Regions from separate parts of the Mus musculus genome. Here region 1 is linked to region 2. Evidence: chromatin contacts called from public HiChIP or PLAC-seq data. All regions are on one chromosome and are shown on one strand. Each heading gives the region's core, a stretch centred on a gene start, on an enhancer-like site or on the middle of the called end of the contact. The rest is flanking DNA. Distances are from core to core; before and after follow the strand shown.

Region 1 (7,389 bases), core at 812-3,311, 160 kb after region 2:
CATGTCTGGATCTATCTCCATGTTTCACATCTTGCATATTTTAAAGCATATCAAACCAATGAATGATCTTGTAGAAAAGTTTGGATGTTTGAGATTTTTTTATACTCTAAACTTTCAGTTTGGGGGGAGTAGCTTATTAACATTTGGGGGAGGGGTACTTAGCTAGACTATCAAGCATTAGCAAGGGCCTTCTGTTTTCTGTTCACTGTTAGCTGGACCTAAGCTGGCTAGAGACACCTTTGAAAAGTGAGCCATCGGATTTTATTTCCAGCAATTGCTAATTGATGTAGGAAGGCCCAGCTCTTTGTGGGTGGCACTTAGGCAGGTGGTCTTAAACTGGATAAGAAAACTAACTGAGCTGGAAAATTAGGTTCTCTCTCACAGGGAATAGTTCCAGGAGATGTGAACTGGGAGCTGTCAATGGAAAACTTCCCCAGCAGCCAGGCTAAATCAATCAGTCCTGCAAGAAGAGGTCTGGGTGGCCTTTCAAAGCACCCAGGGCAGGCATAAAACAGTGAGCTATATAGTTGTCCAAGAGACCAGCATCTCAGGCAGAGGAAAGGGACATATGTAAAGGCACTATGACCTGATGAACTTTCAGTGCTTCCAGAAAGCAAAAAGGCTACTGTTGTAGCTGTAGCCAAGTCTATCAGGGTAGCAGAAGCAGGAATGCAGGGGGAGGGCATGTCGGCGTAGGATTTGGAGGCTGGCCAGGTATAATTGACACCTTATATCTAAACATTACCATGATCATTTCACTGACTGTGTTGAGGATATATTTGCAGGTCAACAGCCTCACTTCATTACCTCGACATTTTGGACTGGTTAATTCTGTTATGAGGCCTTTCCTGAGTTTACCTCCTTCCCCTGGGGTTGGCATTGGAAAATATCTCCTAGCAATGTCAAGCATCCCTTAAGGGCAAAATTGCCACCAACTGGGACTCTGAGAAGTTGTCATAACCAGGAGAGAGAAAATGGTGTTTTGGGTCAGGGTGGCAGATGTGCTGGTAGTGAATCGTAGGACTCAGTATTTTTTTGAAGATCGTTTTAGCTGATCTGATGTAGGGAACAAGAGAAAAGAAGTTGTTAAGGCTAGCTGCAAAGGTTTTTTTTTTTTTTTTAAGATTTATTTATTTATTATATGCAAGTACACTGTAGCTGTCTTCAGACACTCCAGAAGAGGGCGCTAGGTCTCGTTATGGATGGTTGTGAGCCACCATGTGGTTTCGGGGATTTGAACTCAGGACCTTCAGAAGAGCAGTCAGTGCTCTTAACCTCTGAGCCATCTCTCCAGCCCCAGCTGCAAAGGTTTTGATTTGAGTAATTGTCATAAACAGTTTTATTTGCTGAACTTGGAAAAGAAGTGAGAAGTAGCTCTGTAGGGAAATCAGGAGCCCAGCTAGGAATACTGAAGTCTTAGCAAGCTGCAGAAGAAATAGTTCCCTTTTTTTTTTTCTTTCTAAATTTGATAGTTTATTCATTGCTACTTATTTGTTTTTGTCTTCTATGATTTTTGTCAAACTTGAAGGTTTTTGTTTTTGTTGTTTGTTGAAACAAGTCTATGTAGCATTCATTGGCTGGCCTCCGACATGCAACCCTTCTGCCCTTACACGACTTATATTTGAATTGTTTTTGAGTCCAGAATCCAATCGTTTTACCAGCTCCACTACTTCTGACCATAATTCCCCTGTCACTGCACCAGGTGGGGATTATTGTAAATCTCCTTCCCTTCCATTTCTCCTACGCATTAGTCTCAACCAGGCAGGCAAAGTGGTCTGTTCAAGTTGAAATTACATCATGCTGTTCCCAAGTCAAATCTCAACCTGTTCAATTGCTGGAATCATCTCCGGCCTTCCATCCTTCAACTTCATTTGCAGAAGGGACAAACTGGATTATAACAAGGCTGTACAGACAGGCCGGTGTCTGAGGAACACACAAAACTGAAGGTGCTGGTTCTCTTTGATCTGGAATCCTTTACTTCCCTGTCCTAGCTTCGAGTAGCTTGGAGGACTTCATTTCCCAGGATGCTCAGCGGCGGGGCGTCCGGAAGGCTGTGCACCCTCCGCGGGGCATGATGGGGGAGGTGGAGATTTCCATCATGGCGGCTTCCATTTCGGGCTACACCTTCAGCGCTGTGTGTTTCCACAGCGCCAACAGCAACGCCGACCACGTAGGTGCCGGGCCCCCTGCCGTGGCCGCTGGGGCCTTCGGCTTCCTCCTCAGGCCGGCGCCTGCGGCCAAGCGACGACCGCTGGAGGCTCGGCCTTCAATCCCCGGGACAAACCGATGAGCTGGTGACCCAGGCGGCTCCCGCCCCCTTCCAGCTCCTGCACCCCGCGGGCCCTTCTCTGGCGCTCTCGGCCTCGGGCGGGTCCTGGCACAGCTGTTCTCAGTCCAAAGGACCTAAAGCGCCCGGCCCCGCCAGTGTCAGGAGTCGCCTAGCCAAAACTGGGTGCCTACCCCTCGCTGAGAATCGCGCTTCCAGACTTGAGTGCCTTGGGTCGGGATGGAGTTCAAAGGTCTGGGTTGTAATCTAGGAGAGGATCCAAGTTCTGACCCCCGGCCACACGGGTCGTCGTGTCTGTCACCGTTCATACTTATCAGATGTGGCTGTTTGGATTTTTTTTTTTTTCACCCCAGTGGAAAATGGAGAATGTGAATAGGCTCGTTAGGTGCAGAGTCTTGTTTGCACTTCCTCAAAGTTGCCTGTTTAGTTCCTCAGCGAGTGTTCTAATCCCCGGAACTTGTCTTAAGAGGGAAGTGACAGGCCCACTTATGAGCGATCAGAAATGTACAGGCCATGGAGTCCATAGGACTCTTCGGTGTCTTTATTTTACGAATTGCCTTTCAATGCCGTTGACCTCTGGAAATTATTTGTGAAATAGGTGCTTTTACAGGACATTACTCTCCCACCAATTAGCGGTTTGTGTGTGTGTTGTTGTTATTGGTGAACGATTTAAATTCATTGAATAAGAGATGGGGCTTTTTGTGGTTGTCATTATAAAAACAGTAGTTAGAAGGGAAACTGGATTTGGTTTGATGTCACTGATCTTCGATTCCATTAATAAAGACTGATTCTGAGAGGCGATTCCATGAGTATACTGAGTGGAATGAATTTACTGTTCTTTTCATCTCTGCAGTGTTGATGGCAGAGATTACTGATAGGAATATATTCAGCATTGTTCTGCTTTTTTTCCTAAAGCCAGCTCTGACCTACTAGCCTTCAGTATTGCAGCTAGCTCTTAATACTGTAAGTGGTTGTAAAGTTCCTAGCGTCCATGGACTGCAGTTACGAGTTCAGGGTGCTTATTTATTCTGTTTTAGAGAGTACCTAGGAATGTCATAGTTTGTGTATAAGACAAGATTATTATAAAGATAAGAAACTTGGACAGTATTTCTAGAAACTGCCATAGTTCCGTTTCTTCACTTGTTATTTATTCTTTGTTGTCTTGAGATAGTGTCAAGGCTGGCCCTGAACTCCTGATCACCCCCAATCCTAAGTGTGGGGATTTCAAGGGGAAGCCATTAAACCCAGCTCTAGCTTTCTAGCTATTTAATAGCAATTTCCTTAATATTTATCTCCTACTTGGCATGAGGGAAGAAATTTTATACAAGGCCAATAGTTTGAATTGTGTTTTATATGATTATACATTTTTATATTAACCTTACCACAGTTATGGGTGTGGAATACTTAAAAGTAATGTCAGGCGGGGCGTGGTGGCACACGCCTTTAATCCCAGCATTTGGGAGGCAGAGGCAGGTGGATTTATGAGTTCGAGGCCAGCCTGGTCTACAGAGTGAGTTCCAGGACAGTCAGGGCTACACAGAGAAATCCTGTCTCGAAAAACCAAAAAAAAAAAAAAAAAAAAAAAAAAAGTCAGTTTTAAAGTTGAAGAACCAAGAATTTACTTTTTAAAAGATGTGTTTGTTTGGTCTAGGAAAATTAATCTAAAGCTAAACTTATTCTGTGGAGCTAAAGTTAGCAAACATTTTTGAAAACATTTTTGAGATTATAACTACATCATTTCTTCCTTTTTCTCCCTCCAGACTCCCTTTCCCCCACACACTTATACTCCTTCTTGCTTTCTTTCAAATACATGGTCTCTTTTTTTTTTATTAATCACTATTATATGCTTATATGTATGCATATATATTCCTAAATATAACCTGCTTAGCCTGAAAAATGTTCCTCATCTGTAAGGTTCAGGACTGTGCCTTTGTTTTGGATAACCAATTGGTGTGCTCTTCCCTGGGGAAGACTCTCTCCCACTCTCGACACTCCTTAGATGCCTGGAGTTCTTTTGGTAGGGTTGAGGCCCTGTGGGCTTTTGCCTGACCACTCTGGCCTGTCTATGGGTGTCGTCCTGTTCAGCTCATATTTAGGCAGACATGTTTATGAGACTTTATGAGCATAGCTTCTGACAATCTCACAACAAACATCATGATCCTATGGCTTTTACAGTCTTTCTGCCCTCTCTTCTACTTATGTTCCCTGAGCCTTTGGTATGGGAGAGTTTTGTAAATGTATTCATTGGAACTGCGCTCCACAACTCTGCATTTGGTTATGGTTTCCTGTAATATTTCCATTTGTTGCAAAGAGATGTTTCCTTGCTGAGGAGTGAGGAGTACACGTATCTGTGAGTATAAAGACAAATGTTTAGATTGTTGTTAGGGGTCATGCTGGTTCAGTAAAGTGATGCTTGTAGCTTCTCCAAGGTCCCTGACTTCACTAGCACAAAGGAGTTGGTTAGGTATCTGGTATCAGCCATGGTTTTCTTCTTATTGAGCAGATCTTAAGTCCAACCAGAGAGCCGATGGTTATTCCTAAGTTATGTGTGCCACTACTGCAGCCTCGGAGTTAGTGTGATACGCAGGTCATTGCTGTGGTTCACAAGTGTTACAGCTGGGTAGAACTGTCAGCTGCCTCCTTCCTTTGGAAGCTTGAACGATGCCTTCTGGTACTATAAAAGCTAGTCCTCGGGGCTGGTGGGTGGATTTAGATCAGTTCCAGCTTGGGGCTCTGGGGTCCGTTTTCTGGAGTGCATGGAGTGTCTTCAGCAATAGGGACTTCTACCTCTTGGAGGCAACCAAGGACAGTAGCAATGAGACCATTCTGTTTTGGGAGGCTCTTGGACAGCCCTGGATAACAACTCAAAAGAAAGTTTTTGTTAGTGTTTTGTTTTGTTTTTTTTAACTCTTGAAGGAAAGAGACGTTTTCTGAAAAGGACCAGATAATAAAAGATAGTTACCTTCTCTCTTTTTAAAAAGTTTTGGAGCCGGGTGAAGTGGCGCATGCCTTAAATCCCGGCACTCAGGAGGCAGAGGCAGGCGAATTTCTGAGTTTGAGGCCAGCCTGGTCTACAAAGTGAGTTCCAGGACAGCCGGGGCTATACAGAGAAACCCTGTCTTGAAAAACCAAAAAAAAAAAGTTTTGGAGTCATATGTCTCTTTAATACCTCCTCAATTCTGCTATTGTAAGGACAAAACAAGTGTAGACCACGAACAAATGAGGTGCCTATTCTAATAAGAACTTATTTATAGCACTGAAATTTGAGTGCCCACTGATTTTTAACAGTTCATGAAACATCTGTTTTAATTTTTGCAACCATGTGAACATGTAGAAACCATTCTTACCTTGCAGGCTGTGTACTAACAAAGCTGGGCCTGTGGTTTGCCTCTTCCTGTTATAAATGTAATACAGTGCTCAGTGCTCTCAACCTTCCTAATGCAGTTCCTCACGTTGTGACGCCCCCAACCATACAGTTATCTTTGTTGCTCCTTCGTAACTATCTTGCTATTGTTATAAGTTGTAAATAACTGATCTGCAGGGTATCTGATATGTGACCTCTGTGAAAGTGTCATTCAACCTCCTAAAGGGCTCTCAACCCACAGACTGAGAACCACTGATGTAAGAGTTACTCAGGTAGTCCAGACCAGGGATAAATAAACATTCCTAGGTAACTTTAGAATGTTTTGATGTCATATGAGGGTTTTTTTGCTTTTTTTTTTTTTTTTTTGAGACAGGGTCTCTCTATGTGGTCCTGGCTATCCTGGAACTCCCTATATAGACCAGGCAACCAACAATCACCCACCACACCTCTCAGTGGCTGTAGCATTTATATACCTGCTGAAAAGTTCCCAGAATTCCCAACATCACACAGTTGCAGAAACTATCTGCAGCTGGCAAAACCATGCCTCTGCGAGAGCATGAGGCAAATCAGAGTTATCTGCTACCGACAGTCCGAAGCAGCCCCAATCCCCACACCTGGGGTTAAAACGAAAACACATTCTTATAATATTTCTGTGTTTTTTAAAGAAACCAAGATTCCAGAATTCTCAAAAATGTCACTACACTACCGTCCTGGACCACCAGAAACACTTAGTCGGTATTTCTAGTAGTCAGTCATCTGTGTTGAGTCTGAGGGAATTCTTGTCTTTTTTCCCTGCAGTGCTGGGAATTCAACCACTGACCCACATGGATCCCCAGCCCAAGATTTGTTTTTGCAAAGGAAATCTGTATATTAGTCAGATTTAAAGACTGCTGAGTTGGGTAATTGGGAAGTTTGGAATACTTCATCTCTTGTGGAGATGCTGGCAGTGCTGTGGGTGGAACCCAGGGCAGCCCATCTCCCAGCAAATTCTCTGCACAGCAAACATTCCCTCAAAGTCAAATACAGAAATTGAGGCCACAAAGTATCTTTCTTGCCCTCTCCACTCACAGATGTAGACTAGCAACTGGAAATGTTTTTAAACTGGGAGTGTGTGTGGCTGGTTCGATGAATGAGCAGAGAATGGAGGGTTTTGTAGAGCAGGGCCTTGTCGCAGCAGAATTTATGCAGTTAGTATCTGATGTACAGTAAGTGTTGGGTGTGCCATAAGTGCCGCAGTCCTAGCAGTAAACAAGCACAGGTGCCTGCCCCGAGCTTATTTTAGCCAGAGTAGGCACTGATGATCCTGTAAGTCTGTGACATGGCAGATGATGAGAAGACAAATGGAGGCGAGATATAGGGGACGAAGTGCCTAGCAGATGTTATTTCCTATATGTTGGTTGGGCAAAGCCTCTCAGTTAAGGTACCGTTTGAGCAAAGGGAAGGAGTAAGTCTTGGGTCATTCAGGAGAGAGATTATGAGACAGTGGGTTAGTTTGTCCTCTCTGCAGGAGGGTTATTTTGGCTTATAGGATATATCCTCACCAGCCATGCTTGTACTGAGCATGGCTGCAAGAGCTCCAACTGGTAATTTGCAAAGAATTCTATGTTGACTGCGTTAATAGGTGTTCTCCACAAGTGTAAATAAACTTTGCGTTTATTAGATGGGAGCTAGTATGTTGGCTGAAATCTTGATTTCCCATTCCAGTTTATCCTGCCATTGTCTGTATTGTTCACTATTA
Region 2 (7,090 bases), core at 3,320-5,819:
AGTAACTGCCCTCTTTGCTGTGGACTGCATGGCATAGGATATTCTAACTATCCTTGTAATTCCTTAGCACATTTGTCCTTTAAGTCAACAAGCTTTTACTGAGAGCTTTCCACACACTAAACTCCATGTTGCTTTTTTTATTTTTAGATATTTTCTTTATTTACATTTCAAATGTTATCCCCTTTCCTAATTTCCCCTCCAAAAATCCCCTATCCCCTCCCCCTCCCCCTGCTCCCCAACCCACCCACTCCCATTCCTGGTCCTGGCATTCCCCTATACTGGAGCATAGAGCCTTCACAGGACCAAGGGCTTCTCCTCCCATTGATGACCAACTAGGCCATCCTCTGCTACAAATATAGCCAGAGCCACAAGTTCCACCATGTGTTTTCTTTGAATGGTGGTATAGTTCCAAGGAGCTCTAGGGGTACTGGTTAGTTCATATTGATGTTCCTCCTATGGGACTTCAGACCCCTTCAGCTCCCTGAGTACTTTCTCTTGCTCCTTCATTGAGGACCCTGTGCTCCGTCCAATGGATGACTGGGAGCACCCACTTCTGTATTTGCCAGGCACTGGCAGAGACTCACAGGAGACAGTTATATTAGGCTCTTGTCAGCAGGCTCTTGTTGGCATCTGCCTAGTATCTGGGTTTGGTGGTTGTTTATGGGATAGATCTCCAAGTGGGGCAGTCTCTGGATGGTCGTTCCTTCAGGCTCTGCTCCGAACTTTGTCTCTGTAACTCCTTCCATGGGTATTTCATTCTCCATTCTAAGAAGGAACGAAGTATCCACACTTGGGTCTTCCTTCTTCTTGAGTTTCATGTGTTTTGCAAATTGTATCTTGGCTATTCTAAGTTTCTGGGCTAATATCCACTTATCAGTGAGTGCATATCATGTGTGTTCTTTTGTGATTGGGTTACCTCACTCAGGATGATATCCTCCAGATCCATCCATTTGTCCAAGAATTTCATAAATTCATTGTTTTTAATAGCTGAGTAGTACTCCATTGTGTAAATGTACCACATTTTCTGTATCCATTCCTCTGTTGAGGGACATCTGGGTTCTTTCCAGCGTCTGGCTATTATAAATAAGGCTGCTATGAACATAGTGGAGTATATGTCCTTATTAACAGTTGGAACTTCTTCTGGGTATATGTCCACGAGAGGTATTGCTGGATCTTCTGGTAGTACTATGTCCAGTTTTCTGAGGAACCACCAAACTGATTTCCAGAGTGGTTGTACCAGCTTGCAATCCCACCAGCAACAGAGGAGTGTTGCTTTAAGATTAACTCTTTAGGAAAGATATCCAGGCTTGAGGTAGAAGAGCGATTTCTGTGGACAAGTCCGGTTTCACTCTAGCAGAGATGGCTAGTGCATCTGAAATGAGAGATTTCCCTGGGTAGGGTGGAGTCCCAGGCAGTCCTTCCTATGTCCTGTTAGTGCCAGCTCAGCGTGTCACTCGTAGACACCCTTAGTTGTTCCTACATCAATGCACCTCAGAGGGGCAGCTTGCTTAGGGCAGGGCTTGGCCCAGGTTTTGTGGAACATGCTGTCTCCTATATTACCTAGTGACTCCTGTGGCCTGTGTCCCTCTTGGGTGCTCTGACTATCTGGATGCCCTGTTTAATGTTCCTTAGTGGAGCAGATGTGATAGAGGCAGAGACTGCTCCCTGGAGAGCCTTGAGGTCAGGAACCAGTTCCTAAGCTCCAGTCACACTTGCATGGAGTGGGAACTCCCTGGGAGCAAGCAACGTGCTCCCCAGCAGTGGGCCCTGTGAAGGGCCAGGAGCCTTCACTGGGACCAGCATGATCAGGACAGAGATTCTAAGTGTAAGTACCATCCTGCCATCTGGTATTCTGGGCAGGTTGTTTTCAGGAGTATCAGTGCCCCCTCCCAGGGTGCCAAGCCCTTGGTGGCTTCACTTCTGTCTACAGGATCCCTGGCTCAGTCACTGGGCTCTGTCCATTACAATAAAGGTAGTACTAGGTCCTCAAGTAGCAGGATTCGGTGATGCTGGCCAGCTGCAAGATCAGGGAGGGTACCCCCTCTCCATGTCTTTGTTCTCCTGGCACCGCCATGAAGATTCAGAGCCTAGGGGTGCAGCCTCGGGAAGCTGGCTTGAGGAGGGGAGGGCAGAGTAGCTTTCCTGAGAGGCCCTGAGTGGGTGGACACCTGGCCCTGTTCCCTGGGTGAGGCAAGTACAGATCTCTCAGGGACTCAACTGTTACACTCAGAAAGGCTGGGACCAGCTTGTTTAAATCCACGCACATGTACCAGGTGTTTACCATGTTTTCATCAAAACATGAGCAGCTGTCAGAGGTTCCTCTATCCCAAGGCGGCTGCCAGCCCCAGTAGAGCTGCCTTTGCTAGCCTTTCGGAAACCGTTGCTCGTCACCTGACAGCTCAGTCCTGGGACCCCCATGGGATCTAGACCAGACTGCACGTGTTTCCAAGCCAACCTCTGAACACCAGCTCCATGACCCTGGGCAGGCCACATACTGCTTATGAATCTTGGTTTGTTAGCTGGAAGGTGGGATCCTCTCAGCTCAGTTACATAGAGAAAGGGGGCTCTGAGGATTGGTCTGCCTAAGAACACAAGGATGAAACATCCAGTCTTCTAGGAACTCCCGTATCCTGATGTGCTGGTAGAGGCAAGGCTATGACTGATACCATGAAGGTATAGAGGAGTGGGGGATGCTTAGTTTGGGTGCCATGGACATAGAGTGGGTACCTAAGGAAAAGGAGGGAACTGGGAGTCGAAAGGGGTCAAAGAAAACTGCCTGGTACACATGGCATGTTCCTTGGGGATTGACTCTCAGATGGAAATGCACTTGAGTGAAGGGTGCCTAGCATTAAGAATGAGCAATAGAGGGCTTGAGAGATGGCTTAGTGGTTAAGAGCACTGACTGATCTTCCAGAGGTCCTGAGTTCAGTTCCCAGCAACCACATGGTGACTCACAACCATCTGTAATGGGATCTGATGCCCTCTTCTGGTGTGTCTGAAGATAGGGACAGTATACTCATATGCATTAAATAAATGAATAAATAAATAAATCTTTAAAAAACAGAAGAGGAGGGAGGGAGAATGAGCAATAGAGTCAGGCAGTGGCGGTGCAGCCTTTAATCCCAGCACTCAGGAGACAGAGGCAGGCGGGTCTCTACGAGTTTGTGGCCAGCCTGGTCTACAGAGTGAGTTCCTGGACAGCTAAGACTACACAGAAAGATCCTATCTCAAACAAAACAAAATAAAGCATGAGCCGTAGAGACAGGTGGAGGTGGGACAGGAGCACTTGGCCCTGTCCCCTTGCACAGCTGCCTACAGCCTCAGCCCACTGTTAGGTTTCCCCACATTGCTCAAAAAGGCAGACTATAGCTTCTAGCCTTATTTTCTGTTGTTTTGTTTTGAGTTTTTAAGACAAGCTCTCATTATATATAGCCTTAGCTGACCTGGAACTCACTCTGTAGATCAGGCTGGTGTCAAACTCAAAGAGATCTGCCTATTTCTGCTGGGATTAAAGATGCCTGCCACCATACCTGGCTGGCTTTTAGTTTTGAAAGGCTCTTTATCAGTACCAACCAGAAACTCCAAGGATCCTCGGTAGGTATGTGACTTTTAGTACACCTGCTCCATACTCCAGCCACGGCCAGCGACTACAGAGAGGACTCCTAGGACACCACCATCATAGAAACAGCTGTTTCCTGCCCACACTCACCCTGCTGCCATCTGGGGTGTGTGGGAACCTCACAGGAAGATGTCCGCTGTGAGTAAGTTCAGATGGATCCCTGGGTTGGGTTCTGTCTGGTTGATAGGTGTCATCACTACTAATTTATGAGTAGGCCTGGTGTCCATTGCCAGCTGCCTGCTGGATACAGCCTTGCCCAGACCTGGATCTAAGCTGCTCTCGGTAGCCCTTCCCAGAGGCCCCCAGCCTGCCCTTTTGTTAGCGTTCATGAACTATGGACTCTTTTCACCTCATTGTCAAAGCTGCAAACACTTTTCAGCTGAGAGTTGGTCCTGAGGTGGAAGGGAAGGGAGAGGTGCCCCTGCCGCAGACATCAGGGTCTGTCCAGAGGTCAGCAAGCTCAGTAGCAACTCCCAGAGGAGCCATTCCGAGGAGCCTGGATCTAGGTTAGGTTAAATGTTGCATACCAACTCCACTGGGACTCTGGGCTGTCCCCATCCCTTAAGCTGTTGTTTCTTGTCCCTGGAGATGCAGACCACAGTTGCATGGACTGCTGGGCAGAGCTATTGGGGATTCTCAGCAAGGTTTGTACCCACACAGGTGGAGAACCTCGTGACCTAGAGTGCAGTTCATATACTGGCTGACAGTCTTCCCATCACAACCCAGGGCTGTGAATGTCACTTCATGGGGTCAGAGGGAATGAAGCAAAGGGCAGTTGGGGATATCTGAGACACCAGCAGGCTTGGCTCCCAAAAAAATGACAAGAGAAAGGGGCTTGGAGACCCACCTTCTCTGGCTATAAATTCAAGGGCAGGACACCCCTCCTCTCCTAGACACACCAGGGCTTCCTGCTGTCTGCCTGTCAGCTCAGAAATCACTCAGAAGTCCTAGGGCCCAGGGGAGGAAGTGGGAGGCCAGGATGTCACATGCCCAACCAGCAGCCATTACCTGACCTGAGTCTGTGGCTCTTGAAAATGTGTGAGACTTCTGGTAACTCCCTGCCTCAGTTTATCCTTATCAGGGCTCAGTGCCCTTGAAACTGGCTTGACAAGCACTACCTCTTGCTGGGGGAGACCCCTGATCCCTCCCAGTTGGAGGACAAATATGCTTTGGGCTCCAGGTTCCTGAGGCACTGTCTGCCTCAGGGGAGTTTAGTTAGATGAGCCCTAACCCCACCCTAGGTTCTTCAGCTGTAAATGGAGCTGAGGCCACCAGGGACCTCTGGGAGCCCCGGGTCTAGAACAGGCAACATGACTCCTTCTGCCTCTGGACTGCACGCCCAGCCTCCAACATATGCTGCCCACATGCACAGAGGGTGTGTCTCAGTTGCGGGCACAGGTCCCCACCCCACTCTTAGCTCTGCTGACTTGCTGACAGGTTTTTGCCCTGGTGGGGTTGGAGTAAGAGTGAGAACAGCCAGCTGGAGCCCTGGGAAGGGGGTGAAGCTGGGGCATAACAGTATTGGAGCTCATCTGGGTAGTACTGTGAGTCAGGGCTCCTCACCACCACACAGCAGGCTGGCTGGGAGCTCTGCCCTCCTCCTCAGCCCCCTTGCTTCCATGGAGAAGTGCGGGGGCTGGGGGTTGGGCTGGTCTGCTCTCATAGTGTATGGCATTTTCAGATGCACCCCACTTCTGCTGGGGTGTCTGGGGAAGGGGTGCTCCCACTGCAGAGCCAAAATGGCACAGCATTGGGCAAGGCAGTGGACCAGACTCTGGCCACATTCTTGCTCTGTTGGGCTGCCAAGAGATGGAACTTTTTGGTCACCTGTGTTGATTGGAACTCTGACTGCAAAGGAGGTGCCAGCTGTAGAATATGTTTCCACTCCCTTTAGTGGCCAGTGAGCCATATGTCCTTTGTCGTTTGAATGAGAACGGCCTCCATTGACTCATTTACTTAAATGTCTGGTTTCCAGTTGGTGGACTGTTTAGGAAGGATTAGGAGGTGTGGCCTTGTTGGAGGAGATGTTTCCCTGGGGATGGGGTTTCAAAAGCCCAGGCCAACCCTCCCACAGCCCCCTCCATTTTGCCAATAAGATAGATGATAGATAGATAGATAGATAGATAGATAGATAGATAGATGGATGGGTGGATAGATGGGTGGATAGGTGGGTGGGTAAATGGATGGATGGATGGGTGGGATGGATGGATGGATGGATGGATGGATGGATGGATAGGTGGGTGGGTGGGTGGATGGATGGATGGATGGATGGATAAGTGGGTGGATGGATAGATGGATGGATGGATGGATGGATGGATGGATGCTCTCAGCTATTGCTTAGCACTGTGCCTGCATGCCTGCTGCCATACTTCCTGCCATAATGATCATAGACTAATCTGAAACTATAAGGAAGCCCCCACTTAAGTGCTTGCTTGTTTTCATGTGCCGCTTAGTCATGGTGCTTCTCCACAACGATAGAATGTCAGCTCACCTCAGTAGGGGCCTCTTGAGGACTCTCGGGCCTGCCATTGGCCAGCCTCCCTGATTGGAGCTGAGTGATGGCCCTGATGCTTGCCATGTGGCCAACCTTCAGATTGCTCCAGGCCAATGAGGAATCCCAGTGAAGCCTTCTCCACAGTGGTTTCAGCTGGCATCAGGTAGAGGCATAGCTGGATACACAGGCTTCAGGCTGTGAGCTCCAGAGTACATGTAGGCGTGTCAGGTTCCACGAACTAAGGGCACTAGGCAGGCCCAGCTCTCCAAGGGCTGTGACAGGAATAAACAAATCCCTTTGTATGCTCTCAGCCACACCAGACCTTGTTGAGTACAGTGGATACCAAGGAGGCCTTGGCTAAACAAGGACATGGGCTCCATGGGAAGGATGTCTGCTCAAGTCTGTTCATTATCATATGACCCAGTGTTTTCCCCACGGGGAAGGGCAGGGAACCCCCAACTCCAGGAACACTCTTTCCTCACCCACCTCCAGAACTTAGTGTTAGAACAGAGGCATAGGAGTGCATGCCTAAGAACTGTGTCCAGTGCCACCCACCCAGCTACACCATGGGAGGTCACTGACCCTCAGGCTCCTGCCAGCAGCCCAGCATAGACCTCTTGTCCCCTCCTCTGGAACCCAGGGAATTGTCTTGACTATGTGTGTTATGAGCCAGAATTACACTGCAGGAACCCTTTGTTTTGAATGCATGCCTGTGGAGGGTAACCCCTATAGGCTTGACTTTGTAGACCAGAGGAGGCAGATCTCCCAGCCCATCCTCCCGGCCTTTGCAGGAGCTGTGCTATGGCATCCTGGCTCCTGGGTAGTTCAGATTCCCATTCCACCCACACTCAAAAGTGAAAATGCCCTTTGCATCTGGCCCCTGAAACGATATACCTTCTCTCCCTCCAGCTGCGTCAGTGTGGTCTGAAGTTGGCATCACTACCCCATGCTAGTTCCCAGTTCACTGAATGCTCTTT

What was found. HiChIP or PLAC-seq counts read pairs in DNA pulled down with a chosen protein or histone mark.
Region 1: an H3K4me3 HiChIP or PLAC-seq map of the 230-238 cell line shows a contact between it and region 2, with 16 read pairs. The contact joins the promoter of Abraxas2 here to the enhancer-like site in region 2. A contact is called at or near these places in 1 of 484 Hi-C or Micro-C datasets (spermatogonial stem cells), 13 of 115 datasets of contacts at active chromatin or transcription factors (the 230-238 cell line, CD8 T cells, bone marrow-derived macrophages and 8 more) and 2 of 9 other capture datasets (adipose tissue and liver).

What each region holds. Positions count from the first base shown.
Region 1 is chr7:132,857,164-132,864,552 of GRCm38.p6, forward strand. Abraxas2 (BRISC complex subunit) reads left to right here and starts at 2,062. Exons shown (of 9, transcript NM_198017.3): 1 at 2,062-2,170. The coding sequence starts at 2,072.
Region 2 is chr7:132,695,237-132,702,326 of GRCm38.p6, forward strand. The region is part of intron 6 of Lhpp (phospholysine phosphohistidine inorganic pyrophosphate phosphatase); the gene reads left to right. Among named protein-coding and RNA genes, the nearest start is that of Lhpp, 88 kb to the left of the region's middle. Within about 2 kb of position 4,570, at least 53 of the 459 cell types and tissues checked have an H3K27ac peak or open chromatin away from gene starts, as enhancers often do. A contact at or near this core is called in the 230-238 cell line, CD8 T cells, bone marrow-derived macrophages and 2 more, where this site is marked.